Linked DNA regions of Mus musculus: regions 1 and 3 are each linked to region 2. The links are chromatin contacts, called in public Hi-C maps. All regions are on one chromosome and are shown on one strand. Each heading gives the region's core, a stretch centred on a gene start, on an enhancer-like site or on the middle of the called end of the contact. The rest is flanking DNA. Distances are from core to core; before and after follow the strand shown.

Region 1 (4,477 bases), core at 1,437-3,936, 930 kb after region 2:
GAATTCCCATTGATAGTCAGGTACACCTCTGTGCTCTGTAAGGGCTGAAACTTTTGTCAGTCTTGAGGATTCTGTCTATAGGAAAAGCAGGCTTTTGAAACATTAGAGGGAATATTGACCATTAACAAAAAGTGTAAAGAGGTTGCCTTGATTATTTCTGTATCAATAGTAAGAATATGGTGATGCATCTATTTTGATAGTACTCACAGTGAAATTATACTTTTTCTTAACAAGCCATTTTTCTGTAATGGGGATGTTTAGTTTTTGGTCTTGTGGGATTACTGGTTATGCTGTGGCTTCTGTAAAGTCCTGATGCTTTCAAGATGCTGTGAAGTGTGAGAGCCATGTTCTTAGGAAGATTCCAGCTTTACACGTTGCCCAGAAACAATCGAGCTTAACACTTCCAGATTCACTTGTAAATATAGATATTTATACAATATGACTTTGTGAAGTCCTCAAAATTAAAATAGGCATTATTTCAGTTGTGTCAAGTGCTTTTATTTTTAGAATATTAATAAAGCCGACTTAGATGTAATTAAGTAATGTGATGATAAAATGTCAATTATTGAATGAAAAACTTTAAAACATGTCAAAGTTGTTTTTAGCTTTGAGAAGGTTTTGAAGTCTTGTCAATAGATGGGAAGAACAAAAGTTCACCTAACACACATTTCTTTTTCCTTTAAAATAAGCTAACAATTGTCTGACAAGCTAATGCGAAAGTTTGAAGCCTTAAAATTAATATGATAGTAATTCTTCTTTTACGTCAATGTTTTCTTATAGAATAATGTTGTGCTATTCACAGTTTAACATTTGTAGCTGCTTCACATGACTGTTGTCAGTGATGGGACTTGACTATTCTAGATTTACCAGTCATTCCCTTACATAACTTCTGGGAAATTAATCTAGTATTGCTAATGTAGAAGCCGGAGGGCCTCGACGCAGGCCAATGATGCATTGCAATGAACATTTACGAGTAAAGATGTGTAGACAAAAACTATATTGTGTGACACACTGCAGCTTCCATGACCAGATTTTTTTCTTTTTATATATTTTTTTTCTTTCCTTTTGGATGGAGGTTGCAAGGGCAGAGGGAGGATATAATGGGGCAGGGATATGGGTGGACTTCGGATGCAAGATGTGAAATTTACAAAGAATCAATACAAAGTTTAAAAAATGCTCTTCATATTTACAGTTTTTCATATTAACAGTCTACCCTTACTGTGTTTCTTTACTAGGAATCTCACTAATGCTTATGGAACCCAAACAAGAAACAAGCGTGTCTTCCCTAGCCAGAGCAGAGCCTGAAACTCCCATGCTGTCTTTATTGACACATCATTTCATTAACTCCATCTATTCTTTCTCTAACATTTTAAAATATCACTTTATATTTTAATTATGTGTGTGTGTGTGTGTGTGTGTCTGTGTGTGTGTGTGTGTGTGTGTGTGTGTGTTATCTCTGTGTAGGTTTGTACACATGAACGCAGCACTAGGAAAGGCCAGAAGAGAGCATCAGATCCCCTGAAGCTGAAGTTACAGGTGGCTGGGAACAGCCGCCAGGGGTGCTGGGAACCAAACTCAGGTCCCCTGCAAAAGCAGTACACGCTCTTAACTGTTGAACCATCTTTCCAATATGTTTGGTTTCTTTTATATCTTCAGCCATTCCCCAGAGGCACTGCATGTTTAGTATCAGCTAACATTGCAATAAAGCAACTTCCCAGTATATGTAAAGATTGTTTCCATCATTTTTGACAGCCTAGTTATATTCTAATTTTACTTCATTAAATGTAGATATATTCATATTCATCAGTTATTAGTATTTTTGCAGGACGCTAAATTTCGTTGACTATATGAGGACAACCAGTGTATCTGTCTTTCTTTTTGTATTCTGTCACTACCTTTCCCAATGCTAGACAAAGGCCTTGTTAAATAAAGCTATAAAGTTGTGGCAATTATTATATTTTTTTAAAAACTGAGCCTAGGAAGCAGGACTTGTGACTTTTTCATATTTGCATATGGATTATAATAATGTATCATATCTTCTTGTAGGGTGTGAATGTGAGATCCTCACATAGATGTGTCTACCAAGTCACACGTAAGGCAGGAAAAAGATATAAAGAACAGTTGGGGAGGCACTTTTCCTCCCACAGCCAAAGTTAGGAATCTGCAAAGTGCCCATCCAGTGATGAATGCAGAGCTGCTGCGGAGCTGTCAATCACTTGCATGTCCCACATCTGGGACAGCATCTGCTCTGGGTTGTGAAAAGAAAAACAAGAAAATCGGAGTAAACATCATGACACAATATCAAATCTGTGTAACTAACAAATGTATTGTGAAACCAGGGGCCATGTAGCTGTGTGAGACCCATACCAAGGCGTTTGATAATTATATTTCTCAACTCCCTTTAGAAAATACCATACTCTAAGCCTGGGAATAACAAGCTTTTGCATAACAGCACTGGGCCTATAAATAAGAAACTCATTAAGCTACCTGTAGCAGGCCTCTACCCAGTCTGCACTGGCTTGGGGAGCTTAATGAGGTGATAATGAGGAGAAAATGGTTTAGCTCCTTTTGGCTTGGTGTGTGATGGGTAGGGAAATCCAAGTCTTCAGTGAAGCAGCCACCATACAGCCCAATCCATCATTCAGGGCGGGTCTATGTCACAGAAATAATTTGCTTCTAGGTCCCCAAGTTATTTGGCTCCCTGGTCTATGGAAACAAAGCAAGCTATTCATTCACTATTGAAGGGTCTGTCAGAATAACACCAATAAAGGGTGTTAGACTAGTTGGTCATTAGCATTTGAAGGGAATGCCCAAATAACCCCAACAAAGGGTGTTAAACCAATCCACATTGTAGGTAGGGAAGTAGAGAGGCTGTGAAATTCTAAGTGGATTAGTGCCAGCATTATTTTCTCACTATGAGTCTGGCCTCCTCTATAAGACTTCATGTTCACTTAAGGCTGGAGCGAACCTCCTTGGCCAAGCTCTCCTCTTCTTTTCTCTGTAAGGAAACTCAAGCAGCAAATGAGGGTTAAGAATATAACATGCAGCATATTAGAGGCAAGAAGGGATCACAATACTAAACTGCTAGGCATCCAAGGCACAGGTGCCAAGTTCAGTAGGAGAGTCTAGGGCAGGACCCAGGAGAGGCAAAGGAAACTGGAGCAGTGCCGGCTTCATTTGATTCATGCTTGTCTCTGTTGTGCCACATGCTGCTGACAACAATGCTCTTGACACAGAAATGAGATAAAACCAGACAGGAAGGATGCACTCACATTCTCAAGAACACAGTCTGTAAGCCATCACCTAGAAAGACATTTGTTTTGTAGTTGAAAATAGCCCAGATGGGTCAGGAAACTCATATTGTTGGGTTCTAATCAAGGATCCATACTATGCCACTAGATGAAGAACATCAAAATTATGCATGAGTGCTCTGTAGCACAGAGATTTTTATCTAGGCATTTCATCCTTCAAATACCGTTCATGTTGCCTGATATAATGACCTGTAATTCTGCCTACATCCTTGATAATGACATGGTTTTTTTCTTTATGATGGGATAATATTATATCACATATATATATGTATATTTCATTTATGTTATTATTTATCTCTTCATGGACATATAGGATGATTCCATGATATCACTAACAATTTATGCCATGATCAACACAGACCTGCAGGTGTGTGTGTGCTATTAAACTCTTTGCAACCTATGAGAAACAGAATAGTGAGATCCTAAACTGATGCCAGTAAATATTGTATATTTTCTCTCATACATGAAGTATGCTGGCCTCCTGTACCTTGAAATATTCTTATTCTTATTTTCCACAATTCCTCTCTACATTATATTTTTTAACAGAATGAAATATATTTTATAAGTAAGCAACCATAGTTAGACATCTTCCTTTTTAAGCACTATCACTTTTGTTATATGTGATCTAAGGTCACAGTAACTACTTGTCTTGAGAGATGTCACATAAGAAGGCTGTATGCTGAGGGGGACTGATTACATACATGAGACTAAATTCATTGAATTTACCCAAATGTATTTCCTTTATTTATTAGGGAAATGACTTAAGTTACCTGTATGAGGGTGTGTGTGTGTGTGGGTGTGGGTGTGGGTGTGTGGGCATGTGTGTGTGTGTGCACCCACTCAAATGACTGTTGATCTCTATATTAGCAATAAATTAATTTTGACTTTATACAATAAAATAAATGGTGTCTGTGCACTTATATGTGTGTGTCATTTTTCTATCTTTGAAAAATTCTGCATATAAACTTGTGAATATAATAGACTTGAGATTTATTGCCCTTTCTACCCTTTTCTGACTTGAGTTCAGAGTAGCCTGTTCTGTGGGTAGAGCTGCAGTGCCTCTTTTTATGCCTTCTGGCAGAGTCCAAAGAGATTGAAATCGTAGAGTTTTTGAGTAATTGGTAGAATTTTTATTGGCAAAACCACCTGGCCCTGATGTTTAAGTA
Region 2 (4,685 bases), core at 423-2,922:
ATCAACTTGGATTTTTGTTTTTAACTCAGGGAGAAACTTTATTAATGCTGTTTTTTCTTAATGCTAAAGAAGTTTTACTAAATAAAGGTTACCGGGAAATTAAATCGCTTTACAATATCAACAAGCTGGGGTTGGGGTGGGGGTGGGGGCTGCGAACCGCTGTGGAAAAAAAGAGCTAAGCATGCTTACAGGAAGATGCAGAGGTTTCTCACGAAGTTGTTCTTTACAAAAGAAGCGTTTATCTCGGAAACCCGTGTTCCTTTGAAAAAGAAACTTCCTAACTGGCGTTTATTTAACCAGGATTTAAAAAGAGCAAAAATCTTACTGGCGATACTAAATAGCCAATGTTGAAATTAAGAACAATTAGAGGAATCAAAACTGAATGTAAACTCTGCCAACAGTGCTGGGCCGACAACTTGGATCCAGTATCATTCACAACTCTGTGAAGCAGAAAACGGTCTTCAGCCAGGCCAAATATTCTCTCATATTCTGTGTCTCTCCTTTCTGTGTCTGTCTCTGTGTGTGTCTCACCTCCCTCTCTCTCTTTCCCTCTCTTTTACCCTAGGAGGATAAACTGAGATTTAACTTCACCCCCTCCCAAAAAAAAAAATTCTGGAGGCCAACTTTTCCTTTTCTTTTTACTTACCTTTTCTTATCTGTCCACGAGTAATTCAGCATCAAATGAGACGGATATTTGTAATCTTGAAGTTCTTCTAGGGGGGAAAAAAGTGGTGGGGGAGGGGGAAAGGACCATATAGTCCTTCGGGTTCCAAACTGCTCTGCTGTCTTGGGCTTGAAGCGGAAAGAGAGGGAAACCCTTGGCTGGACTCTGCTCCCAGAAGGTCCCCGAGGCCGCCTTCCCTGCTTTGGCCACTGGAGCCAAACTCGCACGGGCTGCAACCCCTCTCCCGGCGCGCTCTCCGGGCCTCTGCCAGCCCCTCCACACTGTCTTTATATGTGAGGGCCGATTTCCCGCAGACATCATTGTTATGATGGCTCATTTAATCAAACTGTTTAATTGCTCTGGTAATCACTATCATCATCACAGGTGCTCAATCATTCATCATTTTTGGAGGGCTTTATTGACCTCCGGAGCTCATTCACCAGCCCTAGGAGAACGAGGCCAAATTTCCTCAGACTCCGCATGGAGTCTCGGCATGCAGTAGTTTTAGCTAGCTTGGGATGTTCAGAAGCTTGCTAGGAAACCAGGAAGATGCTAAATGGGAGAAAAACCTCTCTCTCTCTCTCTCTCTCTCTCTCTCTCTCTCTCTCTCTCTCTCTCTCCCTCCCTCCCTCCCTCCCTCTCCCTCTCCGTCTCCCTCTCCCTCTCTCTGTAAGTCCTCTCTCTCTCTCTCTCTCTCTCACACACACACACACACACACACACACACACACACACACACACACACACCACTCTACTATACCTAACCACTCCCATCCACCCCCGCCCCCATGAGAAAGTCCAGTCAAAGGCACCCTTGCAGGAGGCGCTGCTTTCTGTCACGGGATGGTTCAGAGTTGGGGAGGGAGGCCGCAGTTGAACAGCAAACCCTTACTCTGTTTGCTATTCTCTGGGCCTGGGGCCCGGAACCCAGGGCGAGGGTGAGAAGTTGGGGAGAGGGCGCGCTCCCAGTGCGTGGCTGGGTCGCGCTGCCAGCTGCCTGGTGGCGGCAGGGTGAACCCGGCTACGCGCGCCGGGTGACCAAAGCTCCGCCCCCAGCTCTCGTCTCTCGGTGATTGACGCGCAGCCGCGGGGAAACAGCAGAGCAGAGGTAAAGCCAGCTGGAACTCCGGCCAGGGATTGGGCGGGACCCCGGCCAGAACTAGTTTCTACCAAAACCTAGTCGGGTATTTACCTTTTTAACCCTACTCGCTTCCTTTTCCTTTTGGGAAAACTTTAGGAGCCAGTCCCATGGTCCCCATCCAGCGAAATCCTCCCGGTGTAATTAACTCAGCCTTTAGCCCTCTTTACAACCGCTGCGCCCAGGGCAACCACAACAAAGCTGGGCAGCCAGAGCCAGCCACTCCTCGCAAGCATCTTCTGTCTCACATGCTTTTTAATCTTTCTCCTCCGGTGCTTCCTAGATCCAAGATTCACTTTAGAGGCGCACAGCGGTCACGCGCACGCACGCACGCGCGCGTACACACACACACACACACACACACACACACACTTGTCTACATCGGTAAACAACAAACACCAAACAACTCCCTCTCCTCTAACTCCTACCCCACTAACTCCCGCCCTACTAACTCTCATCCTGCTTTCTCCCTCCAGATTGAGCCCAGGACCCCTAGACTCTCAATGGTGGTCTACACTGTCTGCAGCGCACCGAGGGACTATGCTCCGAGTTCAGCTGCTCATATCTTGTACTAGACAAAAATGAATATTGACAAAAAGGGCTCTGCATCTGCACGAGAAAGAAAGTACCACTTAACAACAACAACAACAACAACAACAACAAAAATCCTAGCCTGGCGGTGGTGCAGTTGGCGGAGCTTGCTGCTCTAGGTTGTAGTGGCAGAGTTCGGGACCTAGTAATCCGCCGGCAGAGGAAGGGGGCCGCGGAATTAAAACGAACAAAAGCTAGAGCGCCATGCCAAACATCCCCAACGCGACCCAGTTAGGCAGGAGCCAAGAGGAGTGGTGGGGAAATAAACGAGAAGTAAGTTGAAAATAAAAAGATCTGAGTCTGTACCGTACTTTCCCTGTGGCTTTCTGCAGTTTTCCTGTCTGCGCTCTCCCTGTCCTCTTCCACCTCTCTTCCTTCCCCCTCCAATCACGCGTGTTCTCTCTCTCTCTCTCTCTCTCTCTCTCTCTCTCTCTCTCTCTCTCTCTCTCTCTCTCTCCCTCTCTCTCCCTCTCCTGTCGCTCTCCCTCCTTCCCTCCCTTCCCCCTTTCCCCCTCCCTCATCCCCCCTCCCTCCCCTCTTCCTCTCCCTCCCGCGTCGTCCCCCTGGAGAAGCAGGCTTGCTGATTTGCTCCGGTCCTCTCCGCTCCAGCCTCCCCTTCCCCAGCCCCCCCCCCCCCCCCCGGGGCCGTCCGACCGCACTCGCTGCATATCAGAGGCTCCGCGCTGCGCGCTCCTCCTCGCTCCAGCTCCCCACTCTCGGGATGTGTCTCCGCCGTAGGACGGGCTATGGCCACCACGACTTCCGGGTTCCGTCATTTCGTTCTCCCGCCGCCGACCCGCGCCGCCAAACTGAGGCTCTACTATAAGCCCGGCTGCAGCCAACCTGCCAACACCTACTGACACTCACTCATCTCCCAGAGAGAGAAAGAGAGCGCGAGAGAGCGAGCGCGAGTGAGAGCGAGCGAGAAAGAGAGAGAGGGAAAGACAAAATACCTACCAGAGAGGGGGGGAGGAAGTCCAATTTTTGCAAACTATTCATTTTTTTCTTGGTTTTCTCCTTGCTTTCTTTGAACAATACTTTAAAAAGAGAGGATCATATTAGAGCTATTTTGGGGGCAAAGCTAAAAGAGGGGGGAGGGGGGAGGAAGAATTCAAGAAGCAGAAACCCCTCGCGGAGTTTTACTGGAAGAAAAAAAAAACGGGTCTGAAAGATTGCTCCTCTTCATCATCATCAACCATCATTCATTCACTACCTTGACATTCCGGGCTTTGATTGACAGCTGGAGTGGCAAAAAGCCATGAAACTCGACAGTTCGGTTACATGTGGGCTGCTGACTGGCCGCTCGTAACCTTCAGTTCGGGGGCTTGACAATTTTTTTTCTTTTTCTTTTCTTTCTTTTCTTTTTTTTTTTCAACTAAGAGGAAAAGAAGAGAAAGAGGAGTAAAGGAGGACCGAAGAGGAGGAGGAGGGGAGGGGGAGGAGGGGGAGGAGGAGGAAGATCAGGAGGAGGAGGAAGAAGAGGAAAAAAGAGAAAAAGAAGAAATATCACTGAAAAAAATTCTTCGTTTTCTTGACTGGGCTTTCCCCACCCCCCAAAAAATAACATTGGAAAATTGGGAGAAGTCTCCTTGGTTTGGAAAAAAAGGACTCTTCAACCTAGCTCACTTTCTTATCCGGACTGGGATATTAAATATACGACACATCCAGGAGTTTATTGGAGCGCAGACTGATGGCGCAAAGGGTAGGTTTAAATCTCCAACACTTACCTAGATATAAATCCTCTCCTACAGGGCCCTGCCCCATGCCTTCTCTCCCTTTGAGCTGGCTGCTGCTGGTTGCTTGATGATGATGGCGGCCAGTATTTTAAAAAATAGTAACAAAATTATTCACCGGCTTCTTTCCCCCCTGTGCCTCTGCGTGTGTGAGAGTGTGTGTGCGTGCGTGTGTGCGTGTCTGGCCGCGCGTGTCCCAGCGCTGAGCGAGCGGGCGGGCGGCGAGAGCGTGTGAGTGGTGTGTGTGTGTGTGTGTGTGTGTGTGTGTGTGTGTGTGTGTGTGTGTGTGTGTGTGTACTTGTGTGCAATTGTTACACGCTTTCGCCTCGCTCCAGCTTTTACCCCGGCAGCGTGATTCCCCGGGTTCTCTGCGGGCGGCGAGAGCGTGTGAGTGGTGTGTGTGTGTGTGTGTGTGTGTGTGTGTGTGTGTGTGTGTACTTGTGTGCAATTGTTACACGCTTTCGCCTCGCTCCAGCTTTTACCCCGGCAGCGTGATTCCCCGGGTTCTCCTGCCGCCGCCGCTGCGCCTCTTTCGCCGCTACTCGCGCGGCTCCGGGCG
Region 3 (4,574 bases), core at 2,021-4,520, 760 kb after region 2:
ATTGACTTAAGGCTTTGACTAGGTTAACAGGGCCAGGTATGAGTTCCTATGGAGTGGGTGTCAAATCTAAGCAGAGAGGGGCTCATTACCCTCATAGCAGTCTTGTTAGTATTGCACTAGTGGGCAGATGTTGCCTGGCAGTTTGCCTCTGTAGGTTATAAAGCTCACAAGTGGATAAGACTTGTCTCTCCCAGCAGCTTTCATAGAACCTTCCAGAACTGAAGGTCATTTCTTAAAAATTATGTGTATTGGTGCATCGTTGCTTGTATACAAGTACCATGTGTATGCAATGTCCACAGGAGCCAGAAAAAAATACTGGATGCCTGGAACTGGAGTTATATGTGATTGTAAGTAGCCTGAGATAGATGCTTAGAACCAACCCCGTGGACTATACATGAAAAACATCCTTTTAACTGAAGAACCATCTTTCCAGCCCCCAATTTATTTTTATTTTAAAGATACTAAAGCCTCTGCCTAACAACTGGTTTCTATTAGAATAAACTTCACATATCATTAAAAAGATTATTAAAGGTTAAGGAATACTATTCATGACCTGTTTTATTATTTTCCATTAGATCAGAAGTAGTAAAAGATTATAACTTCTTAAATCATCTTTTCCGTTTTCCATCATGAAACAGGACAGGACATACAGTGGAAGTGTAAAAGGATTGACATAAGTAAACTCAATCCTGGATGGGGCTGCCAGAACCGTCAGGTGAAAAATATCTTAAATTTACATGACATATTTGTTCATTGTTTTGCTGAAATTTAGTTAGCTGCCATCTGTTTTCCTTGGTAATTTTAAGTTTCTTAAAATGATGAGCTGACCATCGTATTTAATGACAAGAGTATGCGATTCCTGTTAAAAGAATGCAAAACAGCCAAAATCAAACTAGCAGATTGCAAGGTTGCCAAGATAACACTCTAGGAGACTAAGTAGGGTCCACTGTGGTCATTTTCTTTACTGAGTGGTCATCTCTATAGCCAAGCACAATTACTTAATTATATCTAGAAAGAATGATACACTTCTTGTGCTTTGTTTAGTGAAAGTCCAATCCTGAGACTAAAGGGTTTAGCAATTTCGAACACAGGACTGGAAGACTCTTGAAATATAGAATGCTGAGTATGGGTCATTTTGCTGCATCCACTTGTCTGAAGAACAGGAGAGATTAAAAAACAAGCTCAGAAATTTTTCTAATATGATTGACACCAGTTGTCCCCCAAATCCCACCCTACTTTTGTTCAATATTTGGATATTTTTCCCTCAGTAATTTTCATAAAAGCTATTGATGTTGCTCATCATTATTTAGTATTTAATGTGAGGTATCTTGACACATCAAATATAAAACACAATGCACTAAAATACAATGTATTCTCCTCTATTATTCTAATGCAGTACACACTAGACACAGTTTTCTGTATTAAAGGCATGGATTACAGATTTCACTTTGTGACTTCACCACTAAAGACCTAATCACATCCCTCATATCTGTCCAACAGAACTGTATTTCAATGTGGTGCAGAAGACATTCATAGCAACTTAATCAGAAGAACACAAAAAACAGAAACAGCCATTCCATAATATATATGTATGTTAAGAATACCCAACTAAAGCTGTATACCATACCTGCATGAACGACACAGATAAAGTGTTAAGAGAAAAATAACCAATAACACAAAGATACCTTGTATAATTCCATTTATATGAGGTAAAAATAGAAAACACACAAAAATAAACTCTTGTGGTTAAAAGATGTATGTTTAGATATAAAAATACAGGAAAGGCAATTATCATAAAGTCCAGGACAATGCAAGTCACAGGGGAAGGGGAAAGGGACAGCCCTTGGGGAAGGAAATGAGAAGCAAAGGAAGGGTTCTAATTCTTGGTGCAGCACACAGATGTTTGGTATAAGAAATGAATGAACTGTATATATGTGTTTTGTTCAGCTCTTTTAAATATTATTTACAGTAAAGTGTTTCAAATGAGGACATACACAAATTTCGGAACATCCATTGAAATGACATGATCTTCTAAATACAGAAACCCAAATCAACAGCATTTCCTAAGTTCTCCTCTTGACTTTCGATGTTGCCTTTTGTGACTCCTTACCGGCTGAGATGGGATGCGTCCAGTTAAAGCCAAAGCATGTCTATGGTGGCAAGGCAGAAAAGGGGGGGGGGGTGGAGAAGCATAAGAAAACTACCAGTGAGAACATGACTTGAGTCTGTTTTTTATTCTAAACTATCTCATTGGAGCTCTGCTTGACAGTCTCCCAGAATACTAGGTATCTTGTATGAGGCTATTATTTAAACACCAAGTTTGATGCAGATTGCCATTCAGTTTTGTTACATGATTATGTCCTTGTTCTTCTGAGTACTTATATAAGATGTTTCCTCAGATTCAATTATTAATATATACATACATACATACATACATACATACACACACATACACACACACATATATTAATCCTGTCTCTTTTTTATGATAAGAGTTGTGTACCACTTGGTCTACCAAAGTGAGTGAACAGGATTTAAATGCTAGTTCTGTAAATGTTTGAGCAAATGTACTTTCTCTTATTCTTTCTTGCCTCTGCTGTAGAGACATCCTAGTCTTTTTCATCAGTTCTATTGCTGAGATGGTAGTACTTTCCCATCTCTGTACTGGACCAAAACTCTAACTCAGCTTACTACCAGGAAAAGAGGCAATGGATGCCTGAGAACCAAAGAAGAATGTGTGCTCCTCACATACCTTTGGTTCACCACCCCCCTTTTTTCTTTGATGCATCTGTTAATGTGACAAAGGGCAAATTTTTGTAAGCTGGAACACCAGGCTTTCAAACGATTTGTGTGTAAGTGTATTCATGAACGAACAACAGCATCTCCTTGTCTACCAACTCTCTGTTTAAATAGCTCTGAGTCTGAGGTGTCAGCATTAATACCACTTGTACTGAAGCCCAAGCTGGGATGCTTTGACAAAGTAACATTCAACAAATCAATAATTTGTCTGAGACTACAGCTCCTGACTCTGAGCCAGCTAGGCCATCTCCACACACAGAAGGAAAGCAACCCTGAGTCCTTATCTCCACAGAGGTTAACACAAATGGACAGGAAACTCCACATTTGGTCTCACACTGTCCAAATGAGACAACATAGTTCCTTCTGATTTATTCTTTTTTTCCTTCAACTCCTAGCCCAGCTGTATTGTGTCCAGAGATATGAATGACAATGCCAAGGTCAAAAAGGCACTCCAGTCCCAGTACATCAGACAATAAGGACACAACAAAGCTCCTTTTACAGACTTCCACTGACGCATGAAGAAACCCATTATTGGGCCATTTGTATGTTTTCTCTGAAATGGCAACCACTGGCAGTGATGTCATAGTAATGATATGTTACCGTGCCCCGCAAGGAACTCCTGAAGGAAAAGGCAGTGGAAGCCCAGGCTTTCTCCTGTTATGGAAAAAGGTCAAACTCCTGTCGCTCTTGCTGACATGGCACAAGTACTAATCCATGCACTTTATAGTCTACCAGAAATGGAGTGGGCACATTAGACAGCTTGTTCTGTGATCCTGACTGACTCACTGTAAATCAGCTCCATCCTACACATTGCACAACTGAAAATCCCAGTTTAGATTTCCTTGCCTAAAGTACAGTAATGATAGTTCTGAGAACTGTCATTGCTTCTGAAATTACAGTCAAATGGCTGTGATTTGGCCTACTGGAGGAAAAAGACTCTTTGTTGGGGCATGTTGGCCTGATCATTCTGCACCATTGGTGTGTTGATGCAAGTCCTTTTGTAAGGCAGAAACAAGGTGAAAGAAAAAAATTTAAATGGAAACACCTTCAGAGCTTCATACAGTATAATTGACAAGGAAAGACTCCTATTAAAGTAAAAATAATTATGAATGTATCTTGAATGCTATGTATATGAGTTTATTTTTTTTACTTGTAACTTGTGGGTAATTATAAAAACTAGATATACAGCATAGAAAACACTTGGATATCCTGCAGTGAATGTTTTACTGAGATTAAACTACCTCTTTAGACACATGAACCACAGCTTCTATTCAAAATGTTTCCTCCAGTGTTTTGAACTGCAATTTGTACCCATACTCAATTATTTAGAGCTAGTTGTCAGGATTTGTATGTTTTCTAAAATCTTTCTCTTCTTTGCAATTCAAAGAGCCAGTATTTTCCATTCCTTGCAGTTTGATCTTGAGTTTTAATTGAACACAAGCAAACCCCCTTTAAAGTAATAGTAACTAGGGGTAGAGAGATGGCATAGAGACTCATAGCATTTGTAGTTCTTGCAGAGGGCACACAATGGATTCTCAGCACCCGCATGGTTGCTCACAAACATCTGCAACTCCTGTTTCAGAAGATCTGCTAACCTTTTCTGGCCACTCCATGCATCAGAAACACATGTGGTATGCAGAAATACATACAGGTAAACATCTATACATGTAAAAATTATACATTAAAATGAAATAACAAACAGTTTTGGAGAATAATCTACTTCCATATTGTTACCAATTAATTTGTTTTCCATGATATTTTATCTCTTGTAACAT

The links. Hi-C and Micro-C count contacts between places; a contact is called where the count stands out from the background.
Region 1: a Hi-C map of embryonic limb bud shows a contact between it and region 2, with 5 times the contacts expected there. The contact joins the enhancer-like site here to the promoter of G630016G05Rik in region 2. A contact is called at or near these places in 4 of 39 promoter capture datasets (embryonic stem cells and erythroid cells), 12 of 484 Hi-C or Micro-C datasets (differentiating embryonic stem cells, embryonic limb bud, embryonic stem cells and 1 more), 14 of 115 datasets of contacts at active chromatin or transcription factors (astrocytes, craniofacial prominence, differentiating embryonic stem cells and 7 more) and 1 of 9 other capture datasets (embryonic stem cells).
Region 3: a Hi-C map of nephron progenitors shows a contact between it and region 2, with 2.3 times the contacts expected there. The contact joins the enhancer-like site here to the promoter of G630016G05Rik in region 2. A contact is called at or near these places in 2 of 39 promoter capture datasets (embryonic stem cells and liver), 2 of 484 Hi-C or Micro-C datasets (nephron progenitors and uterus), 9 of 115 datasets of contacts at active chromatin or transcription factors (bone marrow-derived macrophages, craniofacial prominence, differentiating embryonic stem cells and 6 more) and 2 of 9 other capture datasets (adipose tissue and embryonic stem cells).

What each region holds. Positions count from the first base shown.
Region 1 is chr2:115,130,615-115,135,091 of GRCm38.p6, reverse strand. No RefSeq gene overlaps it. Among named protein-coding and RNA genes, the nearest start is that of 4930528P14Rik, 210 kb to the left of the region's middle. Within about 2 kb of position 2,686, at least 15 of the 459 cell types and tissues checked have an H3K27ac peak or open chromatin away from gene starts, as enhancers often do. A contact at or near this core is called in embryonic limb bud, where this site is marked.
Region 2 is chr2:116,064,212-116,068,896 of GRCm38.p6, reverse strand. G630016G05Rik (RIKEN cDNA G630016G05 gene) reads right to left here and starts at 1,672. Exons shown (of 5, transcript NR_153841.1): 1 at 1,557-1,672; 2 at 647-713. Meis2 (Meis homeobox 2) reads left to right here and starts at 3,839. Exons shown (of 12, transcript NM_001159568.1): 1 at 3,839-4,095. The coding sequence starts at 4,084.
Region 3 is chr2:115,309,032-115,313,605 of GRCm38.p6, reverse strand. No RefSeq gene overlaps it. Among named protein-coding and RNA genes, the nearest start is that of 4930528P14Rik, 33 kb to the left of the region's middle. Within about 2 kb of position 3,270, at least 19 of the 459 cell types and tissues checked have an H3K27ac peak or open chromatin away from gene starts, as enhancers often do. A contact at or near this core is called in nephron progenitors, where this site is marked.